Regions from separate parts of the Mus musculus genome. Here regions 1, 3 and 4 are each linked to region 2. The links are chromatin contacts, called in public ChIA-PET, HiCAR-type and promoter capture Hi-C maps. All regions are on one chromosome and are shown on one strand. The core of a region is the stretch at or near the end of the contact, and the rest is flanking DNA. Distances in the headings are between cores, read along the strand shown.

Region 1 (2,700 bases), core at 102-2,601, 550 kb after region 2:
GAGGAATTTCCAGGTAAAAGGAGCAGGGTCAAGGATAGGGCCTGGACTCCTGTTAGGGTCTGTGGTGGAGATGACATCTAAGAGGGTGGGACTCCCTTAAAAAGGAGTTTGGGTTGGGACAAGCAGTGATAGAAGGAAATTCTGGGGGACTGTGAGGAAAAGGCTCTGCTCCTGTGCAGGTGGGCAAGTGGTCTGGGCATTGGATAGGATCATTGTTCTCTTAGGCAGCCCCACTACAGGAGTGGAAAAGGAATTAAAGCCTCTGGACAGAAGTAAAAACTGTTAGATCAAGCGAGGCCACTGGGAGGCAGAGAGGAGGATCCAATTATGTAAGGTACAAGGGTTAGGTATTGGGGTCTTTTGGGGTGTCCTGTAGAGAGTGGGAACTAGAGCTGTGCATTGGAGCTCTGATGAGATGGGACAGGAGCCTGCAGCGTAGGGAGAGAGGCATGAGTGTTAAGAGCAGGCCAAGGCACAGCATTTGGGAACAGGATATCTTGGCAAGCCATGCATAGCTGCACTTCTCTATAACCTCAGTACCCAGCAGGCTGAGGCAGAGGCATTGCCATGGATGAAGACAAGCATGGGCTACATCATGAGACACTAACTCAGAACTTATTCCCAAGAGCTGGGCTGGAGATGGCTTGGTTGTTACACAATTGGCCATGCAAGCATTAGGACCTGAGCTGAACCCTCCAGAACACAGGGAAAAAGTCAGGTGAGATGCTGTGTGCCTGTAACCCCAGAGCTGGGTAGGTGGAACCAGGAGGATTCGCTTGAGTTTAGCTGGACAGTCATCTTAGCCTAACAGAAGTCTCCATTCAGTAAGAGACCCTCCCATTGTTGGGGGACCAGTTGTCATCATGTAGCAAACACAGATGAAGGCTGGCAGCTGCTGGACAGCCTAAGGCTCTAGTGTGGGATTAGGCAAGCCTCTGACTCAGGCTTAGGGCTATGAGGCTCTAGGAAAAACAATATACTGTAGGGAAATCTGAGGTCCTAAGTTTGGTAAGAAGTTGGGTTACTTAGAAAGACTGGAGAAGCTCAGAGATGGTCAGGTTTCTAAGAAAGAGGAGAAATTTCTGGAAAGTGGGATTGGACCCGCATCTGTCCTGAGAGCAAGGACTGTGAGGGACCTGGCACTGTGCAGGGCAGAGAAGGAGGAGCAGGTGATGGTTCATGATGTAGCTGGGGTCAGGGGAGAGGAGAGAGGGATGGCCAGGGTCAAAGGCAGCAGGAGAGTTAGGGCTGTGACCCCTCCCTTTCCCTCATCTCACCAATCCCTCCTAGGGACAGGGCTAGGAACAGGATCAGGAACCACATGGTAACAGGTGTCCAGGAGCTGCAGGAGGTGAGCTTGGAGCTTTTGAGGCTCTTCAGGATATTTTAAATACACTCATTCTCCCCACAGCCCCACCCCTGTCCTGTTGCCACCCAGATGCTGACTAAGCCCTGCCCTTGCTGACAGAGGTGGACTCCCTGCTTGCACCCTCCTGGCTGTGGAATTGGAGGGCCTCGTTGCGCCCGCTGTACAGTAGGCCCTAGTTCACCCTGGATACCTTCCTAGGGATGAAACTGGTTTGGGCAGTGCCTGTTGTTCCTGGAGCTGTTTGAGTTCCGGGGACCTTAGCCAGATGGCAAGGTCAGGGACAATGGTGAGTTGGTGTTAAAGGAGGATGGAGGAGCAAGTGACTCCCAACCCCCAGTTCTAAGGAAGTTCCTGTACCTCAAGTCCAAGATTATCCCCAGAAAGTAGCAGTTAGAACAAGATTTTTTTCACCAGTGATAGATGAGACGGCTGCCAGTTCACTGTATATACAATTAATTTTTTTGAGAAAGCCAAAGTTCTTGCCTTTTTGCACTTTGAACTCTGTGTCACTGATTTTATTGTTTCTATGAGAAGTTTGGGAGCTGGGTGTAGTGGTTCACACCTTTAATACCACATTTTGAAGCCAGAGCCAGGTGGATCTGTGTGATTTTAAACTCTAGTATTATGTGATGTAGACCAACCTAGTCTACATATTGACTTTCAAGACAGTCAGGGAAATATATACAGCTTTCTCAAAACAAACCAATAAAATAAAATAAATAGAAGTTATGGTGCAGATTACCATGGCTTGATCACTCTTTTATTCAAAAGTATGAAAACTCAGTTTATTTCAGGGGTGTGTCACCCACTCTGAACAATGTTGTGGTCACTATGACATTTCCCTTCCTCATTTCCTAGATCATGAGTTACATGTTGAGTTTAGCCAAGCCTGAGTCATGTGAGACCCTTTCTCAAGAAACAGCAACCAGAAAATGTCACTTCCCTCCAGGAGCCTCATTAAGGGTTCAGCTTGGCAGCTGCATATTTTAGTGCACACCTTTGATCCCAGAACTTAGGAATCGGGGGCTGGTGGATCTTGGTGAGGTCCAGGTTAGACTGTGCACATAGTGTACTCAGGCCAGTGAAACTACATAGGGAGACTTTGTCTCAAACGTTAAAACATCAAGAAGTCAGCATGGGTTCTGGTACAGAGAAGGGGAAATACCCAGCCTTTGACACCTACTTACTGTTGCAGGTTTCAGACCCATCCCCTCTCGTTGAGCATCTAGACTATTACATCTCTCATGGCAATTAGCACATTTGACCTGGGTACATGCATGTGTGCCCTGTAAGCTCCAAGAAAGCCAGGCTAGCCCTAATCCAGGGTAAGT
Region 2 (2,700 bases), core at 106-2,605:
GGGCCCCAGCAGGACCGACTTGCCTCCTCTCCCTGCAGGACCAGCTCCGCTTCCCACGCATGCTCATGAAGCTGGTGAGCCTGCGCACCCTCAGCTCCGTGCACTCGGAGCAGGTCTTTGCATTGCGACTCCAGGACAAGAAGCTGCCGCCCTTGCTGTCCGAGATCTGGGATGTGCACGAGTAGGGGCAGCCACAAGTGCCCCAGCCTTGGTGGTGTCTTCTTGAAGATGGACTCTTCACCTCTCCTCCTGGGGTGGGAGGACATTGTCACGGCCCAGTCCCTCGGGCTCAGCCTCAAACTCAGCGGCAGTTGGCACTAGAAGGCCCCACCCCACCCATTGAGTCTTCCAAGAGTGGTGAGGGTCACAGGTCCTAGCCTCTGACCGTTCCCAGCTGCCCTCCCACCCACGCTTACACCTCAGCCTACCACACCATGCACCTTGAGTGGAGAGAGGTTAGGGCAGGTGGCCCCCCACAGTTGGGAGACCACAGGCCCTCTCTTCTGCCCCTTTTATTTAATAAAAAAACAAAAATAAAGTTTGAGTACAAGCCATTCCTGAGCCCAGTGTGGAGAGGGTGGGCCATCTCTCTGCCCAGGTGACTGCGCTTGGTCTAGGTTCAGGCCACAGGGGTAGGGGTCGCTCCGCCGAAGACAGGTTATCTTCATACAGCATAGTTTGAGACACTAAGGCGGATGGAGGCCAGTGGAAAAGGAGAGGAACTTTAAGAGGAGGGTCTCAAAAGAACACTTCTTTTTTTTTTTTTTTTTTTTTTTAATTTTATTTATTTTATTATTATATGTAAGTACACTGTAGCTGTCTTCAGACACACCAGAAGAGGGCATCAGATCTCATTATGGGTGGTTGTGAGCCACCATGTGGTTGCTGGGATTTGAACTCCGGACCTTTGGAAGAGCAGTCGGGTGCTCTTACCCACTGAGCCATCTCACCAGCCCAAAAGAACACTTCTTAGGGCCAGGTTTTCAAAAGCTGAGGACTGCATCTGGCCATGAGTGTCATAAGTCAGGAAATGATTTGTGGGGCAACAGAAGTTATACAAGAACCTGGGCGTGTAGGGACTCTGAGGAAAACAGAAAAGAAGCTTGCTTCTAGCAAAGCATCAGGGTAGCATCCACTGTGGCAGTCTTCTAACGCTCCTGCAGTGGGCGCTCGGGGACCGCAGGCCAAACCCCTAAGAGCCAGGATGCTGGGGGCGTGTCCTTGTTCCGTTAGCGTCATGGGGCGGGGCCACTTGCGAGAGGCGTGGTTGTGGGTCCTCCAGAGTGGGACGTGGTTTGATCGCCCAAGCGGGCTAGGGGCGGGACCCAGCGGGCGCGCCGCAGCTCTGGGCCTGCGCGCAGAGGGTTCAGGGGTCACGGCGGCGTATCTTGTGGCGGGAAAAGCTGTTTGAGGCGGTAAGTAAGGAAGAAGAGTATGGGGCGCTCGGTCGCGCAGCTGACGCCTCGAGCAGAGTGCTCGCAGAATGTCTGCAGCTGGGGGAAGGATAGAGCAAGGCTGGCAATGCAAAGGACAGATCCCCTGGAGCTTAGGACCTGGGGTGCGCTGGACTGTCCGGGTGTGGGCTCAGCGGCGTGCACGCTAGCCAGGAGGGAGGGGCCGGAGGTGCAGGGCGTTGGTGCCTGTTCCGCTGTTCGAGAGACAAGGCGACGGTATCAGAAAGTCCAGCAAGAAGTAGGAATGAGCCGGGAATAGTGGCGCACTTTTATCCCCCGCACTCGTGAGGCAGAGACAAGCGGATCTCCGAGTTTGAGGCTAGTTTAGTTTACAGAGTGAGATCCAGGATAACCAGGGATACACAAGAGAAACCCTGCCTCAAAACCCCAAATTTTTTTTAAAAAGTAGGAATGGGAGGAAAAGTAATGCCTTAGAGCCTTTTCTTTTTTTCTTAGTGCGTGCGCTATGATGCGCACGTGGAGATCTGAGGACAACTTTGTGGCGTTGTCTCTTTCCGCTATGTGGATTCCCTAAGATCTAACTCAGGCTGTTCAGCTTGGCCAACAAGCTCAAATATCCATTCCGCTGTCACATCGGGCCCCATGTGATGCTTTATATACTAAATAGAACAAGCAAATTGATACTAGATGGGACAGTCTGCTTACCCAGTTTGGTGTTTGGTGGGGGAGGTGAGACATATCCCACAGTCCCAGAGCAACTGTCACTGCAGGGTCCCAGGGGAGGAGCCAGGTGTGAAGCTGGCAGTGTGTGAGGTACCCTGGGGAAAATGAATGGTTACTGTTTTAGTGTGCCACCATCACCACAGCGGGAGTGGGAGTGAAGACAGCTGTCCTGCAGGATGCTGCAGCTTCAGAGAGCATCCCTCTAGCGAGTGGGGCTTGCACCTGGGTCTGACTGTCCTGAGGGGAATGGGAACGTTGTGCCTCCAAGAACATCCCTGTCCGGGAAAAGGGGAGACTGAGGTGACAGAAGCAGTTTGTGGGAGTGGAGGAGCTTAAGGGGCCACCCCTCCAGGAGAGGTACAGGAATCCTTGGATCTGGCAGCCCTGGGAGAGGTGACATGAAACAATTGTTCAGCCTTTGGAGGCAGGAGGATGGCATGTTCTAAGCCTGCTAGGGCAGCTTGGTGAGATGATGTCTCAAAATGAATAAGAGAGCCAGGATGTAGTTAGTGGTACAGCCTAGAATCCCTCAGTGAGGGGTTGGGGTGGGACTCAGTATTGA
Region 3 (2,700 bases), core at 124-2,623, 940 kb after region 2:
ACATCTACCAGCTTTAAAATAAACAGGGAAATAAAATGTAGAGGTGAAACCACAGGGGGTTTTGCTGAGAAAACAGAAGAAGGAACTCGGAAGGATAGGATCCCATATAACTGTGTCCCCTGACTACTCGGCCAATTAAGCAAAAGACAAAAAACAAACAAACAAACAAACAAAAACAAACACAACAACAACAAAAACCTTTAAATTTCTGGGAACTCCCAAGCTACACCACACATTCAGGAAGCAGAAGCAGGAGGATGGCTGCCAAGTTTGAGACCAGCTTGGGCTACTTAAGTAAACCTCTTTAGTCTAGACTTCTGCTTGAGAAAGTTCAAACTAGCCACAGAAGAAGAAGTAACCCCAGTCAGTCATGGAGATTCAAGAGATCAAGAATTGCCTGTCAAGAAGTTTACATAACAAAGCTGTCTGGCAGGGTGTGGCGTCTCCTCCCGATTACCATAGGAGGTAGTACGGGCTGGATCCTAGAAAGAGGAGGCTAGGGTGCTAGGTACTGCCCAAGGAGGCTAATTTGAACTGCCCCCTCCTCTCTGCTTTTCACCATGACTAGCTTAGTCTTTTCAATAGGAGTACTAGACCATGGCCAACCTGTCGGGGCTGCAGAAGACCAATCACTTTCCCTAAAACTTATTTACAGCACCACCCTGCTCAACTGCCCATCACACATCCTTGCCATGTTCATAGGGGTCCCATGGCCATCACGGACTCACCCACATACCTTCAAGGACTCCAATATTCATTCTGGTAATTAGAAAGCTCCAAATGTTTTTTCTTTCTCAGCACCAGCTCCCCTTTGGGAAATATTAGGGAAATGGCCCAAAGATCGGGTCCCCAGCACCTGAACAAAGGCTCCTCTCCCAGTTCTGCGGGCTCGAGCCCACAGCTACGAGCTGTGAAGATCGTTCCATCCCTTCTATCAATTCTGACACTGCTTAGGCTTGGACAGACCAAGGATGCTGAAGCCCCAGTGTAAGTCAAAACCACGAATACACTCATTTTCCATCTTTACTCACTTTTTCGCCTCTCACATGCCAGTGTCTGATCCGGACTCCAGCCAGTCATGGTCTAAAGCAAACACTCCCAGTTATGCAAGCAGCACGGTCGCCCTCACAGACTCACCAGTCCCAGGTTCACAGTAGCCGGCTCCAACGCCACCCTCGACCCTGCTCTCCCGACCCCCACAGGACGCCCACCCCAGCTACGCACCGGCACCCCCCTACAGCTGCCTCAGTCATCACTCAACACAAACCAGCGCTCAGCAGCCAGCATCCTTCCTGCGCAGCCACTTCAGAGAGCTCTGCACGCGGCACGCCGGGTGGACGCTGAGGATTCCCCAGTGTTCAGAATCCAAACTCCCGCGGCGTCCTGGTAACGATAACAACTAACCACGTGACGATCTAAGCGGAAATGGACGCTCTAGGACACACCTACTTAAAATGAACTTCACCTCAGCCACTTTTCTGGCGGAAATCGGTATTGCCCATATACCCTATCGCTTGCAAGCACTAAAGTTGTGTTGCGCATGCCTACCATCACGTGCGAAGATACTCTTTGCCAATAATTATAACGGTGTACACTCTGCCACTACCACCACCCACGCGCCACTCCCATATTGTTATGGCTATGTCCATATTTCAATTATGCGAAAGTCATCATCAGAGTACTTCATTTCCGTACATCCATGGATCATGTGGAATGTCACAGACTAAAAGTCTGAGGCTCCTTAGTCACGAATTTAAGAGACATTTATATTGCATATTCCTAAAAAAATTTCTCCATGTTTTCACACGGACTTAAGACTTTTCTTCTAGTTTTCTAAAACTTGAAAACTAGGAAGAGTTATTGGGAAATGGGAAGTGAAGCCATATGGAACATTAAAGATCTGAAATGAGCCTTCTTGCGAACCAAAAATGAATGTTAGCCCCACCTACCCAGGGACCGGTAACTTCTTGGAATATTGGGAATTGTAGTTCTTTTTGTTGTTGTTTTGGTTTTTTTTTTTTTTTTTTCCCAAGACAGGGTTTCTCTGTGTATCCCTGGCTGTCCTGAAACTCTCTCTGTAGACTAGGCTGGCCTCGAACTCAGAAATCCGCCTGTTCTGGGATTAAAGACCTGCGCCATCACACTGGACTTGGGAATTGTAGTTCTTGGAAAATATCAACCTTCTCATGGCAAAGTACATGGCCTATAGGTTTGTTCTTATAAACGCCTGCAACACGTGGCTGGAGACTGGGAAATTTCAGGGAATGTTTCTGACCTAAGTCCATTTTTGTGTCAGTATTTAATATTTAATGAAGCTTGCTTTAAATTTGGCCCAAAAGCTGGAATTGGTTTTTCTCTGACGAATCTCAGGATTAACACATCCTTGGAACATGTCATGCTTCCCTGAGGAAAAGTATCTATTCTCACTTACAGGTAGAATTTAAAAACGAAATAAAACAGAAATAAACAAACAACAATAACAGCAGCTACAACGGCCAGTGCATAATAGAAACAGTGTTGAACTGGCTGGCGAGGAGGAAAACAAGGATAGGGAGAGGCCAAGCAGCAGCATGTGGGGACGACATGCAGGGACAATTTACAGAGTGAATGACTTGGCCTGATTCAAGGGTCTGAAAGAGATCAGAAAGCCCTGCAAAGTCAAGGATCATATTACCACTCACCCAACATTTGCCCACTATG
Region 4 (2,700 bases), core at 184-2,683, 690 kb before region 2:
TCATGCTGGGAAAGGGAAAAGATGCCAACCAATGGTTAGCGTGTCCCTGAATAGGATTTCACACGGCTCTAAGAGCTTGGGCGACCACAGGTTGAGGTTGAAGCCCAGACGATGGTGGGTCAGTGGTGGGTAGGACCGCATGGTGGACTGCATAGACATGCATAACATTAGCCTTCTATTTACACCTCAGTCTCAGTGAGGGACCCCAAAAATGAATTGAAGGGGATCACCAGATCGCTTTGTGCCCTTCTAAATGTGACCACACTGTGTGTAAACCTTTTTCTGTTTCCTCTAGAAATTTGGTTCTTTTACTTGGCTTATTGGAGATGGCAGAACCTGCCTTGGAGCACAGCCTGTGGCAGGAGAGGCCCAGTCCCGAAAATTTATCTATCTTCTGCCCTCTATAAGCACCATGTGGCGCAGACATACACACACACACACATCGTTAAAATTTTTTTAAAAAAAGATGAACAGCTTCCAATGTTGTCCTCTGGCCTCCAAAGGCGCGCGCGCGCACACACACACACACACACACACACACACACACACACACACTAACACATACAAATACACATACAGAAAGAAAATAGATGAGACATGTCTCAGAAGGCAGCTGCTGTCCCAGAGAACTAGGCTTTGGGTAGATAGGTGATAGGAACTTCCCACATTAGAAATCTGTGAGGAACTGGGGACTTGACAAGTGTCAGGGACTTCTTTCTGGGCACATCATAGGAAACTTTGAAGATGCTAGGTATGCTCAAGTGACCCCCACTCCAGTGCCTGGCTTTTCTGGGGCCTCCTCCCCTCAGGTTTCTCCGCAGAGGTAGGAAGTGCCATCTGAGGTTCACTTCCTCCACCGGATATTCAGGCACTGCCTCGCTGCCCTCCTCACTCCTGGGACTGTCACACCTCCTCTGCAGCCCTTTCACTTCCCCAGGGGTCCAACCCTGGCCCCCAAGCACATCGGAGCACCTGCTCTAGAAGAAAGAGAGCAAAGAGAGAGACCCAGGGAAAGAGACACACAGGACAGAGACCGCAAAGGCCCAGAGAGACAGAGACAGAGAGGCAGAGACAGCGCGGTGGCTCGAGGCTAATGGGTGCTAAGCAGAAGATCACAGGGTGCAGGGGGCGGAGCCAGTAGCCAGTGAGGTCAGAGTGTCTGTGAGGTTGAACTCTGCAGAAACAACCTTGAAGTCCCAGGACCCACGTGAGTGGAAGTCCATCAGAAGCCCCTGTGCGCCCTGCCTGAGCTATGGACACCTGCGAGGAACCCATTGTGTCCCTGGCACCCACATATTCCAAGGACCCTCAGGTACTGCTGTGCACTCGATGGAACCCTGAAGAAGATAGGGCCCCCGCTGACAGTCACTAAATGAACAGGGCGGGGTGGAGCTCCACCCCCCCGGAACTTCCTCTTTCTCTGCCGGTTTCCTTTGTGCCTCTCAGTCTCTGTCTTTCTTTGCCCACTATTCCCCTTCCCCCCTGCGGCCAACACCTCTTCTGTCTGGGTTTCTCGAGTGGGTCATTCCCCATCTAGGCGAAGATGTCCGCCCAAGAGAGTTGCCTCAGCCTCATCAAGTACTTCCTCTTCGTTTTCAACCTCTTCTTCTTTGTGAGTCTACTCATGGCTACCCAGCCGGGGTTCCAGGGCCACAGTGGCCCTTGATCCGCCCTAGCCTCATTTCTTCTCTTCCCCTAGGTACTAGGCGGCCTGATTTTCTGCTTCGGCACCTGGATCCTCATTGACAAGACCAGCTTCGTGTCCTTTGTGGGTGAGGGGGGCTGCGCAGTAGGGGAGGGTCTTTGGACTTGAACCCAGAATCCCACCCCAAGGCATCTCCTGATATCTCACTCGCCCTGGGGAGGCCCTCAATAGCTACTATCTTCCCAGGTAGGGCTCCAGCTCTGACTGGCACCCCACTGGCACTGCCAGTAAGCTGGATGTGTGCTGGTAAGTAGGAAGTGTAAAGCAGATGTAGCCGGTCATGCCTGTCATCCCAGCACGCAGGAGGTGGGAGATCAGGAGTTCCAGGCCATCCTAGACTACACAGTGGGTTGGAGCCCAGGCTGGATAATGAGGTCCTGCCTCCAAAACAACCACAGCACCATGAGGTCGCGGTTAGGAACAGTAATAACAGAAATAATAGCTATTTCTCAAATACTTCCTGTGTCTCATTTTGGACTGGAACTCAGAGACTCTCCCTTGTTGAGGTTCAGAGAAGGGAAGTCTTTTGCTGGGTGTCACACAGCCAGGAAGGGGAAGAGCAAAAATAAAGTAATAATAACAAGGAAACCATTTAAGGAGGGGACACCAAAACCATAGCAACTCAGACTCACCACATTGACCGCTGAATTGAACAGCGTTTTCATTCGAACCTCGCTCAGAACAATTCTAGGATATATGTGGTGGCCCACACCTGACATTCCAGCATGGGGAGGTGTAGGTGGGAAGATCACAAGGTTCCAGGTTACCCCTGGCTACTGAGTCCGAGGCCAGCCTGAGTTACCTGAGACTCTGTCTCAAGAAAAAAGAAAAAAGGAAAGGAAAGGAAAGGAAAGGAAAGGAAAGGAAAGGAAAGTCCAGGAAATCGATCCTTTATTTCTTTGCCCTCAAAAAGTTTAAGAAATGGATTCAGCTGGGCATGGTGGCACATGTCTTTAGTCCCAACACTTGGGAGGCAGAGGTGGGCAGATCTCTGT

What was found. Promoter capture Hi-C pulls out the DNA fragments that hold promoters and counts their contacts. ChIA-PET counts read pairs in DNA pulled down with a chosen protein or histone mark. HiCAR-type assays count read pairs that join an accessible place to other places.
Region 1: a contact with region 2 is called in a promoter capture Hi-C map of stem cell-derived epiblast-like cells, with 3 times the contacts expected there. The contact joins the promoter of Klk1b11 here to the promoter of Pold1 in region 2. A contact is called at or near these places in 1 of 39 promoter capture datasets (stem cell-derived epiblast-like cells) and 2 of 115 datasets of contacts at active chromatin or transcription factors (both in bone marrow-derived macrophages).
Region 3: a contact with region 2 is called in a HiCAR-type map of embryonic stem cells, with 2.3 times the contacts expected there. The contact joins the promoter of Zfp819 here to the promoter of Pold1 in region 2. A contact is called at or near these places in 1 of 484 Hi-C or Micro-C datasets (embryonic stem cells) and 1 of 115 datasets of contacts at active chromatin or transcription factors (embryonic stem cells).
Region 4: a contact with region 2 is called in an RNA polymerase II ChIA-PET map of memory CD8 T cells, with 6 read pairs. The contact joins the promoter of Cd37 here to the promoter of Pold1 in region 2. A contact is called at or near these places in 1 of 39 promoter capture datasets (liver), 1 of 115 datasets of contacts at active chromatin or transcription factors (memory CD8 T cells) and 1 of 9 other capture datasets (pancreatic islet).

The regions. Positions count from the first base shown.
Region 1 is chr7:43,994,528-43,997,227 of GRCm38.p6, reverse strand. Klk1b11 (kallikrein 1-related peptidase b11) reads right to left here and starts at 1,351. Exons shown (of 5, transcript NM_010640.2): 1 at 1,278-1,351. The coding sequence starts at 1,323.
Region 2 is chr7:44,547,470-44,550,169 of GRCm38.p6, reverse strand. Pold1 (polymerase (DNA directed), delta 1, catalytic subunit) reads left to right here and starts at 1,355. Exons shown (of 27, transcript NM_011131.3): 1 at 1,355-1,415. Nr1h2 (nuclear receptor subfamily 1, group H, member 2) reads left to right here. Exons shown (of 10, transcript NM_001285517.1): 10 at 39-554. The coding sequence ends at 185.
Region 3 is chr7:43,605,842-43,608,541 of GRCm38.p6, reverse strand. It overlaps Zfp819 (zinc finger protein 819), which reads right to left and starts at 1,373. Exons shown (of 5, transcript NM_028913.3): 1 at 1,268-1,373.
Region 4 is chr7:45,237,572-45,240,271 of GRCm38.p6, reverse strand. It overlaps Cd37 (CD37 antigen), which reads left to right and starts at 1,433. Exons shown (of 8, transcript NM_007645.4): 1 at 1,433-1,612; 2 at 1,700-1,772. The coding sequence starts at 1,544.